2 separate regions of the Capsicum annuum genome follow, and region 1 is linked to region 2. A link is a contact called in public Hi-C data. All regions are on one chromosome and are shown on one strand. The core of a region is the stretch at or near the end of the contact, and the rest is flanking DNA. Distances in the headings are between cores, read along the strand shown. Region 1 holds the start of LOC107852977. Region 2 holds the start of LOC107852978 (oxysterol-binding protein-related protein 4B).

What was found. Hi-C and Micro-C count contacts between places; a contact is called where the count stands out from the background.
Region 1: a Hi-C map of leaf shows a contact between it and region 2, with 2.0 times the contacts expected there. The contact joins the promoter of LOC107852977 here to the promoter of LOC107852978 in region 2. A contact is called at or near these places in 2 of 5 Hi-C or Micro-C datasets (leaf and placenta).

Annotation. Positions count from the first base shown.
Region 1 is chr7:156,436,761-156,443,251 of UCD10Xv1.1, forward strand. LOC107852977 reads right to left here and starts at 1,999. Exons shown (of 5, transcript XM_016698011.2): 1 at 1,506-1,999; 2 at 1,214-1,284; 3 at 39-247. The coding sequence starts at 1,644.
Region 2 is chr7:156,061,907-156,067,884 of UCD10Xv1.1, forward strand. LOC107852978 (oxysterol-binding protein-related protein 4B) reads left to right here and starts at 1,732. Exons shown (of 7, transcript XM_016698012.2): 1 at 1,732-1,964; 2 at 2,472-2,630; 3 at 4,658-4,903. The coding sequence starts at 1,929.

The sequences.
Region 1 (6,491 bases), core at 749-3,248, 380 kb after region 2:
ATAAAGATAATTTTTTTAACTGAGGCATTAGTTCTTACTGTTTCTTTCGCTCCTTTCTCTTTGAACTAGTAATGCCCAGCTCAGTCGTGTCAAACCGAAGATCCTTCACTTCTTTCCTTTTTCTATTTTTATTTCTCTTCTGATGTGCATTACCTTCTGCTGCTCCAACACCACTCAAACTGTGCATGCCATCTTTCCTCTTGTGACCCACATTTTTAGCTTGAACTTGATCTTCTGAACTTAGTTTCTGTTCAGGGACACATATAAGTCCAAAGTTTGAACACCAAATATAAAACACAGAACACATTCACACAAAAGGGAGAAAACACGAGAACAAAAATTACAAAAAAAATGGAGTTGTTAGGAGAACAAACGGAAGTGAAGGAGAGATAACTCAAGAGTTTCTTTGCCCAATGATTCACGAAAAGATGAAAGTTACTCGAGACAAGAGAGGAAATATGCAGATCTATAAAGACAGAGAGTCAAAGACCATAATTGAAACAAAGTAAAGTGAAAAGATCGTTGGCATTGACAAGGTGCAACAAATTGTATCATGGTTTGATTAAACTGGAGACTAACAGAAAATCCTTGAGACACTTCAAGTATACTTGTATTTATTTATATCTAGACAAGTTGAAACTGAATTAGTTTTGATAAAGTTAATTATCCTATTAATGTAACAAATTGAATTGAAACCAAAATGGATGTTATAAGAGAAAAACCCCCCAATCAGACATATAGGAAAGTTGGAACCTTGAATAAATATAAGACCACCAGTTAATTATTCCAGATATATATAAAGATTTTATTTTTCTCAAAAAGGACCTAAGCAAATAAGATTATGCTATTCCGACCCATGTAATTGCTAAGCAGAAACCCAACTTTTCCTGCATTAGGGGGGCTGCAAAATCGGTCTAACACTCTCTAAATTATAGAGGAAGACAGGTCTTGAACATAGAATAACTATGAGAGCAAGAGAGTCAAACAAGCTGCTAGGAATCCAACCTAGACTTAACTTGGACTTGATTGAACTTGGTGTTTTAAAGATTGACTGCATACTCAGCTAATTATATATCTAACAAAACCGGTCACGTAACAGTTCTGAGCTTTCAAAGCGTGTTAACGACGACCCAAATTAGTAGATTAAACTATAAAATTGATCTTCAAGGAGATAAGTAATACGACGACCCAAGTTTCCATATCCATACTTTACCTTCCCATTAGCACTGCCACCACCATCTCCTTTCTTCCTGTCTGCATTATTCAATGAAACTTTCCCATCCCCTAAAATACAAAAACAACAAAAACCCACTTCAGAAAAAACACGGAAAACTGAGAAATATATATTACTTTCCACCAAATACAAGTATTTCAAGAAATTAACGAGACAATGCATTGCATGCTAAGTTGTTCGGACTCTTCACTTTCAATGCCGCACTCATGTCGGATCTGGCACGCAACCGTTGATATTTTTGAAGAGTCCGAGCAACATAGATTATATGTACCTGAAAACCCCATAATTTGACGAAGCTTCGTGGGAATAGCATCTATGGAAGTAGTGGTGGGTGGGGGAGGAAGTTTAGTAGTGCCTCCATGAGCTGCTCTGTAATTCTTCTCTCTTCTCTTCTTCCCTTTCCCTCCCATTTTTGCCTCCGCAATTCGTTAAACCCTAGTAGCACTCTTTAACTCTTCTTTACAGCGTTGAAGCAGGCAGGATGAAATACAAATAGGTCAGGTCCTCTTAATTCTTTAAAACTGGTTAAATGGAATTCCTAATCAAGAGACACGCAGGTTCTACGGTTCATGTTTGCTGGTGAAGGCTCTCGGGGCTTGGTGGACCTGAGTTCGAAACTAGGAAGACGCACATTTTTATTCCTCAATATCCTCTTTTTTCCCCTTTCCTCCTTTTACTAATAACTTTATATTATAAGCGAGCCTAGCCCCAGTTCTCTCTTTCCCCCTTTTTTTCTCTTTTATTTGCAGCTAGCGAAAATGACTCGTGTCACCACCACAGGTCCAACATCAACATCATGAATATATATTATTTTTCTTTGTACAAATATGTGCATTGTTAATTGATGTTTAAATAAATTTTAAATTCTTGATTATTTAGGAATACGATAAGTAGTATAAAAAATATTTTCAATCTTTTAGTTGATTTTAAGAATGTTAGTGAATTTTTAGAAATCAAAATAACATCAATTATTAGGTTTCTTTAATTAAAATCATAGATTCAGTAGATTCATAGTTTTAGAAAAATAAATCGAGAAAATATTGAACCCATTGAATAAATGAGTAAAATATATATATTAACTATAAAAAATAGAACATTAAGATTTTTATTTTGGGTTTGAGGTGATTAAAGTAACTACAAGACAACACCTAATTAACGCTTAAAGTTTTAACGAAAAAGGTATAGATATATCCTTAAACTTTGATAAATGGTACATATATGCCCTTCGTAATATTTTTAGTACAAATATATCCCCGTCGTTAATGATTGAGTACATATATACCCCTCTCACTAACGACGTGCCATATGGCATAATCCTACCCATTAATCAATTTTTATTTAATTTATCCCCAGATATCAAACCACCCTAATTTAAACCACTGTCCGACCCATAACTTGACCCAATTTCAAGAGAAAATTCAAGAGACGTGTCTTGTTACTCAACGCAGCAAACAAACGTGTCTCCCCTACTCTTTCACAAAGAAACCTAGCAAAAGTATCTTCAATTTGTGCTTTTAATTCCTCGCGGCGTTATAGAGAATTAAGTTGAGATCTATGGGTGTTTCTTCTGCATCTACACCTTTCAATTGTTTTCTTGTCTTGGTTTGTTGTTGTTTGAATTCAAAGTTCTAGAAAATCATGTCTGGGTTCAATTATAAGTGTTCTTGCTGTTTAAAAGTCCTATTTCAGCTCCATTTTTATTCAGTTGAAACCTTCAAAGCCTTCTCATTTAATTTCTAAGCTTTCTCCATCTTCAAAATTTTTGTTTTCCTTTTTTATTCCATAAGTTAGGTTAAAACATGTCCGACATTAATTGTGATTCTATTAGTAATTCAGTGAGTACTTATTTTTGTGTTCAAATTGCGCGTTATTTCACTTCAAGAACTTCATTGTACTTGTTTAAAGTACAATGAAAATGTGAAATTTTTAAATATTATTTTATTTAATGTTTCAATATTATGTTTTTGTTGTTGCCTTCTCTATTGTTATTGATGGTGTTGTTGCCTTGTCGAGCTTTTGTAGTTGGTGTAATTTGAAGGATATGCATGTTCAATTTATGATGTTTAATATATGCTACTTTGGCTATGAAATGATACGATTAGATCAATTTTATCTAGGAGAACTTATGACCATGTGGAGCTCAACTTTGTCTTTTTTTTTTCCTAATACATACTGGTTACTAAGCTTCTCAGTCCTTGCGTGATGACATGAATTTTAATGTGACGAGAGTAGTGAGATTTGTAACTTGCTCTCATTTTCGCACCTCCTAGTACAATTCCTATTTTAATCTTTATTCTTCTTAAACTAAAAAGGGCTTATTTGATTTATTGCTCAGTTTGTTACAGTATAAAAATAGTCTCAGAAAATAATAAAGTTTTTGTAAACTTACTGATTGTGTGACTTGTTGTCCAAACTTGATAGTGAGTTGAGCTTTATTATTGTAGCTATTCTTTGTTGTGCCCACTTTTTCATAATTAAGATAGAGTTATAAGCTCTAATATTCCAGTGCTTTGAATGCATGCTTTACAATGAAGTGTTATCTTCTTAAGTGATTGATTTTGAGACTGCACATATATTTTTGTTAAGGTAATGAGCCCATCTTTGGTGGAATAGATAAGGAATTTTCCTTGACATGGATTATATGTGGTAACAAACTCTTTGTTTGGAGTTACTTATCACTAGCGGCATCTAGGAACTGCATTGTTCTTGATCTTCTTTTAACAATGTTCGAAAATGAAGATGTTGGAAAATCTTCTATGATTGGTTAGATTGTTTCATCAATTGGATAGAAGTTGAGTTGCGTGGACTCTTTACTTTCGATGCTGCACCCGTGTCAAATTTTCCAAAAATACACTATTTTTAGAGAATTTGACACACACTCGTTGACATTTTTAAAGAGTCCGAGCAACATAGGATAGGAGTACCAATAAAGTTTCTACACAGTGCCATTCTACTAGTGTTGTTGCTTGTAATCGAAAAACTCAAAATCTCATATACTCGCCAAATATCTACTTTGTAGCTCGAAATTAACCAGTAGTAAGTCTCCCTAAGGAGTCTAAGGTGAGTTTCTCTACCTCTGATGTAAAGGGCATCCCAACCAAGTTGAGGCATAAGATAAGCTTGGGAGTAGCGTTACTCATTCAAATTCTCTCAACTGTTTGATTACTTGTGTTGTCCCTGGGACTCATCATAGCCATGCCTCTGTTACTCTTGCTTGTGGTTCTAACGACGAACTTCGGCAATTTGTCTGTGACACAACCCGAACTAGGGCCTTGTTGTAATAGGCATTCCAAGTCCAAGCAGGACTGAAGACCACCCTTGTTACCCAATCCAATCGACCTACGCATATCTTGAGTCGGATAAATTCCGAACATATTGCAAGATAGTGTTATTGCATAATCAAAGACTCTGGATAGGTCTATATCCATGACCACTCAAACGAGTTCAATCATTCGATACCCAACCGATAACCAATACCAACCAAACCATAATCCAAACCATAACTATATGAGTTCCATAATAATTATATAATCCCAAAATAAAAGAGGATGGAATAGTGAGAAATCTAGTCCTCTGGTATCAGCCCCAATACCAATGCCAATACGAAGGCTGACACCAATACCGATCTTGCCTAAACCAACCTATTGTAGTTTCACAAAAGCCTCTAACCAAAAGAATACCGAAATTCGGTTGGGACATGCCCCCAACCATAGCCAAAACCAATATCCATCAATAAACCAAAGTATGAGATAACATCCATGAAATGAAGCCTTCCAGAAAGATGGAAGCTCATCACTTCCATCCAATAGCTGACCCGAAGTCCGATCGCTAAGTAGGAGGAGTATAACGACCTATTTCTGCATCGCGTAGGGATACAGCCGCCCGACGGGTTAGCGGGTGAACACTAGCATGAACTAAGGATAAGGATAAAATAATGTCATTTAACAAAACCAAGTAAACCATCCATATGCATACAAATTATACATACATACATATATATATATGTATGGTTTCTATGCATATGGATGGTACAACCATTAACCTGGGTATGTGTAGCTTAACCATCCTTAACCACCCATGGGCTATATGGGTCCAGTGTAACCCCCTGAACGGGCCCCGATGCGTGTAGCCATATGAACCGGAGATACTATAAGAGTAAGGGATTCCCAAGTGCCCTTCACCCTCTATGATACATATGTATAGTGTACTTAGAGGATTCCCGTGTACCTTATAGTATCATATAAGGACGCCATGACCTACCCCTCATTTCGACAAACATGAGTTTCCAATGTTCATCCATTAGACTCTCACCTTCATGGTTAGTTATCACACCCCGCTTTTATTCTACAATTAAAACCATTTCCAACCATCCAAACCATTGTTATTAACAGAGACTATACATAGTGGTATCGTCATACCGACTATAACTTGCAAGTATTGTCCTTAGCCAAACCTTTTTGAGATAAGAGATTCCCATGTACCCATAGATCACATTATCTAATTAACTTGTGGGAGTCCCAGGTACCCCACAAGTTTTCCATTATTATGATTACTTGGGGGATTCCATTATACCCCACAAGAATGATTGTTAAACCTAAAACAATTCCACTTTGACTATTCCAAACCATTTAGGGTTCCATTATCAAGTTTAAACCATGCATAAGTTCTATTAAAATCCAACAATACAGTGAAAATATTATCATACACATTTTATCAAACACATTGGGGGCATAATATTTCCAAAACCAAAGCCAAATACCAAATACCCATTCCCATGAAACCAATTATCCAAAATCACCATTAAAGCATATAAAATCATAATTAAAATATAGGAAAACTATAACCAACCATTTATAACTAAAACCCCCAAATTATATTTGAAAACCAAAAATCATACAATAATCAAACCATGAAAACATTGTATAAAACCATGCCTTTAGTTGGAACTAATAATGAGGGAACAGAACATGCCTTAAACCAAGAAGATGATCGAGAGAAATCACCAACACAAGCCCCAAATTAATCCTTAAGATGAAACCCTAGCTTCTTTTATCCAAGAACTTTAGAGAGGATTAGAGAGTGTTTTCTAACAATTAAAGAATAGGATAGTAGGACGAATAGCCTCTCAATTGAGTTAAAAGTCATGGGGCCTTATTAGGTTAAGTGGAGAAATATCCAAATTGCCTTCACTTAAACTACACCAAAATTCTGACAGAGGGATACGACTATCCATACCAGTCGTACCCTTCATAAGAGC
Region 2 (5,978 bases), core at 482-2,981:
GCCACACCTAAACTATACTAGTGACCTATTACATACCTAAACTATAAAAAAGGTGAAACTATTTACACCTTGTCAAGCTACCACCACTTGCATGCGGTGTAGTGTTTTCACGCACTTCCACGTCAGCACCACGTCAGTAAAAAGTGTCACTTTTTTATAGTTAAGGTGTGTAATAGGTCACTTATATAGTAGGTGTGGATTCGACTTTTCGACTATAGTTTGGGGTGGAAACGATGTCTTTTCCCTTAATGTTTTTGGTCGTTTACTTTTGTTATTTAATAGGCTGGACGCGCCTAAAATAAGTGTAACACACGCGCCTTAGAATGGGGGTCGTGGGGAGGTAATGATATCATTTTTATATAGTTAAGGTGTGTAATAGGTCACTTAGATAATTTAGGTGTGGCTTAGACTTTTCTTGTATAGTATGGGATGGAAATGATGCCTTTTCCCTGTAAAAAATAAATATTATAAAAAAACGAAGAAAACCCTAAAAATCCAAAAAAATCGAAAGAGCCGACTAAATCCTAAATCGATTTTATGTTGGTTTGATTTAGTTTATAGTTTTAATAAATCGACATAATTGGTTTGATTTTTATTCAATAAAAAACCCAAACAATCCGACCTATGTACACCCCTATTCACAGTCTAACATATATATATATATATATATATATATATATATATATATATATATATATACTAATTTAGGTGTACGCGCCTCGCGCGTGTACCTCACTTTATTGAGTTCAAACTTTACACTAAATAGGATATTTGTTTAAATAATAAAGATGAATAAAATAATTAAATTCAACATCTTTTAGAGAATTTATTTAATTAAACCTAACCTCTAAAAAAAACCATCTGTAAATTGTAACAAAATAATAAGATGATAGATATATCAAAATAATATAATTAAATCTAACCTTTACACAAAAAATTTCTCAAAGCCGCCTGACACTCATCTACCACCTGTAAACTATAACAAAATAATACGATAACTGAAATATCAAAATAATACAACTAAACTTTACCAATACAAAAAAAAATTCCAAAACAGAGATATAAAACAATACAATTAAATCTAACCTTTATCTAAAAAAAATTTTCAAAGCCGACTGACATTCATCTACCATCTGTAAACTACAACAAAATAATATAATAGTGATCACAAACCTTCAGTTTTGATGAAAATAATTCTTGTCTGAGCGAAAGTTTTGACAATAAAGAATGACTTGAATGAAATCAAAGAAGATATATATATATATATATATATATATATGCATACACATTGAATTCTATTATGTTGACAAAAATAGTGAAGTTAAATTAAGCCTTCATCAATCTAGACATGCAACCGAATCAAGTTAGATAGACATCAATCATATTTTTCACAATAAGTAAACTAGTTTCTTCTCTAGTTTAATGCGTATCTCAATATTTATAAAAGATTTTCTTAATAGAATTCTATTTTAGAAGTATTTTTCTAATTGATCAGTACAAAGAAAAATATTATTGGATTCTCCTTCCATATATTTTAGGAGTCTAATTAATATAATAAAAATAACTAAATAATAAATTGAAGAATATAGTGAAAAGATAATTTTATCTAAAAAAAAGTGTGTTTTAATGAAGGATAAATAGTTCAAATTATTTTTTTAAGAGTGCTCACACTTTTAATATATATATAGAGGCGTTCAGTTAACTGTTAACCTAAAAATACTCTAAATATAATGAGAGATCAACTTTACAATTTACTACATTTTATACGTAGCTTTATTTTCTTATCAACTTCTAACTATAACTTTCTTTGCAAACCCAACAATTTTTCCTAACCGACTATCGCAACAATCCTTAGGCCTATTCGGAGATCCACATGTAGAGTAAGCTGGACCGCAGACGGGCAAAGACATCAAGTTGATCTCAGAACCATGCATCACTCTTACATCTCCGGGCAAAGACATCAAGTTGATCTCAGAACCATGCATCACTCTTACATCTCCATATTCGTCTTTGTTGAATCATTATTTCTGATATCAACCGTTAAATTAAGCCAATATAAAGATACTTTTAACATATATGGTGTGATATTATTCATTTTCAACTTATCTACACAACTTTTCTTTTTTGAAAATCTTATAATTTCTTTTTTTTATTACTTCCTCCGTCTCATTTTTTCCGTTCTAAATTTTTTAATCTGGTATCCTATTTTATTTATCTTTTTTACTTATCAAGACAAGATAATTTTTTTTTTCATATTTTACCTTTTATATTAATTATTTTTTCTTTAAATTAAAATATAAATATCATTTAATAGATTTATTATGATAAACTAGTTATGTTATTTATTATTTATCTTAATAATTGTGTTATACCAATTTAGACTAGTAAAATCTACGGCAGGAGTATGTTTTAATGTGTCTGTAATCAATAAAAAAGTAAAATTTGTGTGGGTTTGGTATGTTTGGGTATAGGTTAGAGAAGGAGAGGTGGGGCCAAAGGTTGTTCTAACAGCACCCTTATCATTGGAGGAGGAATCAGATGATGCTCATTACAGAGCACCTAATCTGATCCAACGCATTTTAAGCCTTTTCACCAGTGTACGGACAGGATCTGATCTCACCCGCATTCAGGCAAGTCTCTTTTTGTTTTTCCTTCCAAGTATTTATTTATTTTCATATATTGTGTGGATTATGTGGGTTTTCACGGGTTTAAACGAATATTCAAGTGAGTTGGGGAAGGGATCAGATTAATTCTGAAGAGTAGCAATACAGTTTATAATGATATAGCAGCAGGTATAGTAAGTAAATTCATATTGTTTCACTCTCACAAAAGAATGATTTATTTATTTTTTTAATTTGTTTAAAAAAAGATTATTTTATTTTTTTTGGTAATATTTTAATTTTATTTTTCCACGTGACATATTTAGTACCATAAAATTAAAAGATATTTTGGTACATTTGAGACAACTTTATTTTAAGATCACAAGATTCAAAATTTTTTTAATTTTTTTAAATTATGTGTCAAGTCAAAGTAGGTCATTATTTTTTAAACAAAGAAATTACAAAAAGAAAAAGAAGAAAGGTGACATGAGATAATCATAACAAATTCCGTTAATTCAAGGATAAATTAACAAAAGAAAAAAAGAATTTGGGAAAAAAAAAACGTGAATATTTAATTTCATACAGTAAAAAGTCAAAATTGAATAATTTAATGGTCAAAAACAGTTTCATGTGTTTGTTATTTTATATTTAGAGGACAATTAGTTTCATATTTTTTTTTACTTTTACATTTATTAGTGAAATCGATTCCTAATTTGTTTAGAGAATCTTAGTAACTTAATTGGTTAGTTATCTGAACTTTCACCTTATTAATGAGGGTTCGATTGCCCACATTATAATTCCCTCCCCCATTCCCCTTCCCCTACCCCAATTTAAAAAGAAAATTAAAAAATTCCTAATTTGTCTGCTTCAATGACGACGAGGACAGAATCTTTTTTGTTTTTTCTAATTCACTAAATAGTTAGTATTAAAAAGAAATACAAGAAATTACTATCAATTAGGACACGCAATCTGTTTAGTTTGTGACCCAACTTTATTTTTCTTCCAAGTATGTATCTGCCTCAATTGTTTATGAATTATGTATGTTGAGAATCATTTGTTGGTAAGGAAAGAGGAACAACAAAATGAAAAAAGTTAGTATAACGTACCTAATCCATAGCCGTCAATGTCATTAAGGTTTGTTGTAATTGCAATAAAATCCAATCGACAACAACAAATAACAACAAACTCAGTGTACTCCCACGTAGTGGAGTTTGGGGAGGGTAAAATGTACGCAGTCCATATCACCACCTTCGGAGAGGTAGAAAGGCGGTTTCCGATAGACCTCCGGCTCAAGATAAAGAATAATAAACAAATTCATAATAAAGCATGAAATAAGATGGAAGTAACATTGTCAAATCCAATCCAATCAATAGAAGTAACATTGTCAAATGTTAACCAAAACACAAAAATAAAATATTTTTGTCAACATTGAAGATATTTCATGTTGGTTTCAAAAATAATAAATGAAGTGCCGAGTACATTCCTTAGATTTGTTAGTAAATTTAATTTAGATATTCCAACTATGACTTATTTTGATTGAGCACGTATTTTGACAAAGTGTTTATATTAGTCGCCTTTGATACAAATTTTGAAAAAGTTTCTCAGATATTCTCTAGTGCCCATTATGTGAATAAATTAGCAACATAAAGTATGTCACATCTTTTAATTATACATATCAGGACCTAAAGTGATGACACTTATTTTTGTTGATAGTTAGAGTAGCCTTTTTTATCCCAAAGTAATTTCAGTTGCATACACTATTCAACCTCCCAAAATCACAGAATTATGATGGAATACATTGATCAATAGCTCCTTAAATTTATCAGTATATTTCGTTTATACTTGAATTATAGCTAAATTGTTTTAATTGAACATTTAATAATGTGTTCCTATTATACATTTTGGATTTAAATTCTAGGAAACCTTTGGACGTGTTCTACAACCACAAAATATGTGGATCTTTTTTTTTAATTACGCACATCAACCTTTAACTAGATCATATCTTAAGTTCTAGGACTTATTTTTATTGTTTTTTGAACTATCCTTTGTAATTTCAGCTACCTCCATTATTCAACCTCCCAAAATCACAGCTGCAATGTTATGGGGAGTCAGTGTATTGCATCAACAATGACATGTTAAGTAAGTGTGGGGAAGGGGAGAGTTCACTTGAAAGATTGGCATCAGTAGTGGGTTGGAGCATATCCACTTTAAGGCCTTTAATGTTTGGTGTGGCTCCTTATAATCCTATTCTTGGTGAGACTCACCATGTCTCTAGAGCTTCTCTCAATGTGCTCTTGGAACAGGTATAAATTTTTCTCTTTAGATTGATTTATAATATGTGAATGTAATATATCATGTTTCCTTTTCTCAAAATGCTAAGGGGGCGGGGAATATATGAAATTCGATTTGTCAATCCTAGATGAAGGACGGAGGGCCTCAATCAACTAAGCTCTCTCACTACGGAATATCCCAATAGTGATTTAAATATTTTTGAGGAGTTGGTGAAGAGAGGTAAGAGTACTATTAAATTGGTTTAGGGATTTTGGCCAACTTAATTAGTGATTAAATCAAATTTTTTATCAAGATAATTAAAATATATGAAAAAGTCAACATTTATATATAGACATTAGACATTACAAAAGAATTCTTACCTATTTGTACATAGTAGTTTTTCGACAAAGGGTATCAGTGAATAAAGGTGGCGACTGTAATTTATATTAGCCTTCATTATTTCCTTTAGAGACATGAACGGCTTTCTTGTGATAGTAATTGCAAAGAATTATAGATAAGTATCTCACTAACTTGTAAAGCTTTTTTTTTTCTTCTATTTAAACTGTTTGAAATGAACAATAGCTCTTTTAAGTCGAGAGTATTGAAAATAATCTCTCTAGTTTACAAAGCTAAGGATAAAATTTGCATGTCCTTGTTAAACTACGAACTATATGCAGTGTTTGGAGAAAGATTCAACCACAAATATCTATTGTACACAGTATTTGTTGATGAGAGAGTTAAAACTAGGAGAAGTTTGGCTATTTGTAATTTAAAGGGGTGTCGTTTGAATTATTCAAAACTTTAGATGGTATTGGAAAAATTTCATTACCCATGAGATGGTGGGCCTTCTTGCAGATGGGCCTTAGTATTTGATGTTTTCATTCAGCAAAAGAGATGACGAATGGGCCGATTGGTAACCCAAATCAGTTAGGTCAAATTTTCTATTCCGGTGTGTTTTCATAATAGTTTACGAACAATGGTTGTCGTGGAGTAGTACATATTCTTTCATCTTTAATTAGAGTTTTCAGATTCGAGCATTATTGGATAAGGAAACATCTTTTTAGAGCCTTGAACTGCACACTGAGTGAAAAACCAGAAAAAAATGCT